Linked DNA regions of Mus musculus: region 1 is linked to region 2. The links are chromatin contacts, called in public HiChIP or PLAC-seq maps. All regions are on one chromosome and are shown on one strand. Each heading gives the region's core, a stretch centred on a gene start, on an enhancer-like site or on the middle of the called end of the contact. The rest is flanking DNA. Distances are from core to core; before and after follow the strand shown. Region 1 holds the start of Plk5 (polo like kinase 5). Region 2 holds the start of Adat3 (adenosine deaminase, tRNA-specific 3).

Region 1 (2,990 bases), core at 316-2,815, 250 kb before region 2:
TCTTCTTCTTTCTCAGTGTGCTTGAACCTGGAACCAATTCATTTTATTTATTTATTTATTTATTTATTTATTTATTTATTTATTTATTTATTTTTGGGTTTTTGAGACAGGGTTTCTCTGTGTAGCCCTGGCTGTCCTGGAACTGACACTGTAAACCAGGCTGGCCTTGAACTCAGAAATTCGCCTGCCTCTGCCTCCCCAGTGCTGGGATTAAAGACATGGGCTATTTAAACTTCTCAAATGCATCCTTTTATAGAGGCTGGGCTGGGGCTATCTTGGGGGCACAAAGAACCCTTCAGAGATTAGCACGAAGTAGGCACTTGACCATCCCAATGTTATTTAGCAAACATAGTAAGTGTTCTGCCAGACAGATCTGCTATGGAGGAGTTTAGTGCCAGCCATGGGAATGGCTCTGTTCCACTTCCTGTCACCCCCTCCCCATCCCCACCCTGACCGGCTTCCCTTTAGCAGGGGTCCTGGGCTTACTGGCTGCAGCCTGGCCTCTGAACAACTGGGGACTGTCACCCCAGCTCCAAAGGAGACACCAGTAAATTGAACCAGCCTCGTTCCCCATGGTACACTCAGCTCACCCTCAGGGCTTCCTGGGGACTACTAAGACTTGGGAGCACTCAAGGGGTGCTTCTTGTCCCCCTTGGTGGCACGGGCCAGGCCAGATTCCAAATTCTGGCTCTGGAAAATTCCATAGCCTGAATCCAGCCACACGGAGTGAGGCTAATCCCTCCGCATTTACTGTGTTATGTAACGTTCCGGATTAATACCAGAGGCAGATGGTAGGGCTCACACCCTGCCCTGTGCCTGCCTGGCTTTGGGAGTGAGGGGACTCCCACCTGGCACATGCAGGCGGGGCCCCAGATTCTTGAGGTGCAGAAATGCTGCATTCAGCACGGGGTGGGGGCGGGGGAGGGGAGGGGTGGGCTCCGGCGAAGAGGTAGCCTGAGGTTCTGAAGTCCCTGGCTCCTTGCTCTCTTCTATCAGCCACACCCAAACGTCCATCTCCGCTTTAAGGGTCAGTGCCCTGTAGGCCATCAGAGCTAGCGTCGCACACATGCCCACATCTGCCCCTCATCCTGGTTGCAATGTCTTCTGTGGCATCCCATGCCACGGTGACTCTTTTGTGTCCATAGCCTCCCAGCCCTGATTCTTTGGTCTACATGTCCTCAGACGTCCCCAGGCGGCCTTCTCTGAATCCCGCTGAGCCTTCCCAGTGCCCAAGTTGATGAAGCCCCACAGGTCGCTCCCGTAGGGAGCACCCAGCCAGATGCGTTTGGTCCTCTGGTCACCGGCCTCCCCTGTACCCCCGAGAGAATCCTGGGGCGGGCACCTCTGCAAAGAAACCAGCAGAGAGTTCTCTGGACCTCAGTTTCCCGGATGGGTGAACCAAGCGCTGTTAACAAGTCCCAAGAGGTGCAGGTCTGGGAGCGCGGCTGAACTAAGCCAGGTATCTGGCTCCCGGTTGGCTCCAGAGCACCTGCCACTCGGCTTCGGGTGCAGGCGGGACCCCACCGGCGTCCGGGCCCCGCCCCGCCCCGCCCCCACTCTCCAATAAGACCCGCTCCCGCTGCTCCCCGGCTCAGATCGGCAGCGCTGCAGGCAGCACTGGCTTGCGCAGTCCCCGCGCGCGCTGCGCACTCAGGCCCAACCTGCGCAGATGGAGCCCCGGTCCCGGCGGCGGCGGAGCCGCCAGCTTGTGGCCACCTTCCTGCGCGACCCAGGCTCGGGGCGCGTGTACCGGCGCGGGAAGCTGATCGGCAAGGTGGGAGTTCCCGCGTCCGTACACACACACACACGTACACAAACACACGCGCGCGCGAGTTCAAAGCGCGGGAACGGAGAGAGTTGAGGGGGCGGGGGTCTCGGGTAGGACGGGACCCCGCGCGCCATAGCTGGAGCCTTGGGTCCCCGGAGTTTGGGGTCCGGGCTGCGATGGCGAGGCGAGAACCGCACTTGGTGCTCTGTCTGAGGGCTGTGCGGAGCGTGTGCAGGGTGTGTGCGTTTCCCGCGTTAGCGCGGGCGCTGAGCATCCTCTGGGTGCACAGCTGGCGCTCCGCACGCAGTGGCGGGCTGTCATCTCCACGGTGGGCCCGCGGGGCTGTGGGTGCTGAGCTATGCGTGGGATCCGCGCTCTGCACCAGGCTCCCCTGCCTGGCTGTGGATGGGGATTGCTCCCTTAGTGGAAGAGTGCGCGGCTTGGGCTCAGGGGCTGTTTTGCGTTGTGTTCAGGTGTCTGAGTGATGTGTGTCTGGGTGTTGTGTATCCGGTGCACCTGGTTGCTGTGCTGTGTGTCTGGGTGTTGTTTGAAGGCATTCCCCTGTTAAACATTACATACTGTCTGGCTGCTGAGTGTCTGGGTGAAGCTGTGCATCTGGGTATTGTTTTGTGTGTCTGTGCTGGATCGGTGTTGTCATGAGTTTGTTTCTGGGTTTTGTGTGTCTGGGTATTTAGAGGCTGTATGCTGTGTGTCCAGATGTGTTTTGTATGGATGTATGGTGTGTGTGTGTGTGTGTGTGTTGGGTGTCTAAATGTTGTCGGTCTATGTGTTGTGTGTGTGTAGTTGTGTGTGTAAGCGCTGTGGGCAGGTGTCTGGCTGGGTTGTGTGGGAGCCTTCTGTATATGAGAGCTGTGTGTGGATGCCAAGTCGGGAGTGTTTGTAGGCGTGTGGAAGTGCCGCGAGGGGTGTGCTTGGGGGTGTGTCTGGGTGTTGTGTGTGTGGTTCTGTGCCTGGATACTGTATGTGGATACAGTGTGGGGTGCTGTGTTTGTAGGTGTATGTAAGTGGTTTATATGGGCGCTGTATATCTGGGTTCTGTGTGGATGCTCTGTGGGGTGTTGGGTGGATGTTATGTGTGTGGGGTTTGTGTTTCTGGGTGTCGTGAGTCCCTCACTGTCCTGTATAGGAGAGTACAAAGTCCTGCTCTGGCAAAGTCCGTGGGTCTCTTCTCTTTGGTGTGCAGCTAGGGTGTGGGGTGTTG
Region 2 (2,790 bases), core at 274-2,773:
TAGGGATGGCTGTGAGCCACCATGTGGGTGCTAGGATCTGAACCTTCATCCTCTGGAAGATCAGCCAGTGCTCTCAGCCACAGAGCCATCTCTACAGCTCCTGGCCTAGCATTTCTATGGACCTGGGCTTAGTCAAAAAATATTAAAGAAACAACATGGGTTTCCTGGTGGCCCTGTTTTGGTGTGATGACCCAAAACTTGGTTTTCTTCCCAAGACCCTTGGTTCACATGGCTTCCTAGAAGCCAGACACTGTACCTAAGGGTTCTAGCTTCGTTTTTTTGTTTGTTTTTCGAGACAGGGTTTCTCTGTATAGCCCTGGCTGTCCTGGAACTCACTCTATAGACCAGGCTGGCCTCGAACTCAGAAATCTGCCTGCCTCTGCCTTCCAAGTGCTGGGATTAAAGGCGTGGACCACCACCACCCGGCTTGGGTTCTAGCTTTGTAATGCTGGTCATATCCACACTAATCTCCCACTTATCTGTCTTGCAAGCAGCCATACACCAAACTCATGGGACCTACTCTGCTCTGATAAGCTGGTCACAAGGCATTCCTTATTCCAGAAAGATTGTGTTTGGCAGACAGGCCTAGAAGATTGCAAACAGGTTGATCCTGGAGCCAACCCCAGGCTCTCTGGTGCCACTTTCTACCTTCCTGCTGGTCAGGGCTCAGCCAGGCAATCTGCTGTTTATGTCCTAAGCCACAGAGGAAGAAGGACCCTGGGAGAGACTCAGGGACTCTGGCCTGGGAATGACATGTTGGGCAGATAAAGCTACACTGTGAAACTCTTTATCTAAAACAATAATTAACTAAAAGGTATTAATGTTAGGTCATCTCTCCTGCCTCTATTACTTGTTCATTTATTTTCTTCATCTTTTGTTTTTGTTTTTTAAAGACAGGATCTGTCCTGGAACTCCCAGTGATTTGCCTGCCTCTGCCTCCCAAGTGCTGGGGTTAAAGGCCCTCGCCCCAACCATCTTGAACTTTTGTTCTCTTGTATCCACCCCCAGAGTGCAGGCATGACCAGCTTGTGCCATGAGGAATGCTATGTATGGAATCCAGGTTCTCCTGGGTGCTAGGAAAACACTCCATGAACAGCCCCAGCCCCAGACTTATTCAGAAGTTCACATATCTGTTTCACCCATGTACAGATGAGGAGAATGAGGGCCTGAGTGGACCTAAAACTTCAGACTACAGTCACTTTCCAAGCAGTAAAAGTGATTGTTCACCAGCAACATGGGACTTTACAGAAGTATGATGGCAGATGCTCTTTGAGTGACTAATGGCCATAGAGTCTCCTTCTGCCTCAAGTCTTCTCTCTGCTGATGTCTCAAAGTGTCACAAAGGGGCCGAGTTCAGTGCCATCCCAGGATCTCAAACCACAGTATTCTACTCGCTGCAGCACACATAAGAAAACCCCCTAGACTCAGCAAGGCCTTGTGAAGCAGCCACGCGCACGGCCTTAAGGGAAATGTAGTCGCATCGCGCAGGCCCCGCCCATGGAACTACGCTCCCGTGGTGCCCCGCGGTGGCAGGCGTGGCGGCCCGGTTGCTAGGACTTGGATAAGCGTGGCGTTCGCTCGGGTGTCCCTCAGGTGAGCAGCCGCCGTAGGGGTTCGGCTTTCGCCGTTCCGAATCCGCCATGGGGCACCGGAGATGGTGACAAGGCAAGGGCGGTGGACAGGGAAAGAAGGCCTTATCGGGACAGACCGCGTAGCCTGAGAGGGTTGTGCGCGTCCCGGGAGGCGGTGGGAGTACGCGTGCGCGAGTAGTCAACGCTAGTACGCGTGTGCACAGGGCTTTTCGCCCACCGCGCCCTATGCCGTTGGTTTGCGGCGCACGCGTGTACCCTACTTCTGATTCCGGAAACCCTGTGATTTCCAGCTGCTTCCGGTTGTATGTTCCGGGTCATCACAGTCCCCTGCCTCAGGGTTATCTTATCCACCATCCTTACAGCAGGTGTGCAGTTTCCCTTTAAGCTCTTGTACCCTATGGGGTTTCTTGGGGTATCTTGGTGGTACCAGGGATCGAATCCTGGACTTTGGTTATATTAGACTGGCACTGGACTACTGATCCCCTTCCCCTCCCTTCAGAAGTGGATTCCAGGAGCTTTCGCTAATCTTTGTACCCAGCCCTTAAATGGATGATTCCAGGCAGGGACTCTACCCCTGCGCCACACCCCATCCCCTCACAAGGGGCCCTAACCTAAGCTTCAGTCCCTCACTGGTGGACATAGGTAGGCTCAGCACTGCTGAGCTCTACCCCGAGCCCACTTCATTTTTTTTATTTTGGAAGTTTCCTGTACCGCTGAAGCTGGCCCCGAACTCCCATCTAGTGGCTTATTGAGTGACTTGTATTTCAGGCCTGAGCTTCCAGACCTGATCCTTGTAGTCTGTCCAGCCACGGTCCCATTCTTTTGGACCCTATACCCAGGACCCAAGGCCCATTGTTTGCCTGCAGTTGTTGAATGCAGAGGGCGTGTGGTTCCTCAGAGGTGGGAAGTGTCTGCTGGACCGCAGGTCCTTGTCTGTGGTACAAGGAGCCCCTTTCAAACCTGTTCCCATGCTGGTGTACAGTGGGCACCTGTCACCTAAAACAAGGGAATAACAGGCCACAATTGCAATGAACATGAAGGGCCCCTTTGGCCAAGCATTGGCTACCATCCTATAGCTATTAAACTCCTCTCCAGAGGCCCATAAGCCCAGGCTGTCATCTGTCCCCAAGGCATCCATCTTTCTGTGTCCCTTGTTGTCTAGTCTTGAGGGGACAAACAAAGCTGTGTCTTCTGCCCT

The links. HiChIP or PLAC-seq counts read pairs in DNA pulled down with a chosen protein or histone mark.
Region 1: a FOXA1 HiChIP or PLAC-seq map of pancreatic cancer cells shows a contact between it and region 2. The contact joins the promoter of Plk5 here to the promoter of Adat3 in region 2. A contact is called at or near these places in 2 of 39 promoter capture datasets (the SN4741 cell line and pre-B cells), 1 of 115 datasets of contacts at active chromatin or transcription factors (pancreatic cancer cells) and 1 of 9 other capture datasets (pancreatic islet).

What each region holds. Positions count from the first base shown.
Region 1 is chr10:80,354,894-80,357,883 of GRCm38.p6, forward strand. It overlaps Plk5 (polo like kinase 5), which reads left to right and starts at 1,566. Exons shown (of 15, transcript NM_001347124.1): 1 at 1,566-1,774. The coding sequence starts at 1,670.
Region 2 is chr10:80,601,357-80,604,146 of GRCm38.p6, forward strand. It overlaps Adat3 (adenosine deaminase, tRNA-specific 3), which reads left to right and starts at 1,524. Exons shown (of 2, transcript NM_001100606.1): 1 at 1,524-1,593. It overlaps Scamp4 (secretory carrier membrane protein 4), which reads left to right and starts at 1,526. Exons shown (of 7, transcript NM_019575.4): 1 at 1,526-1,593.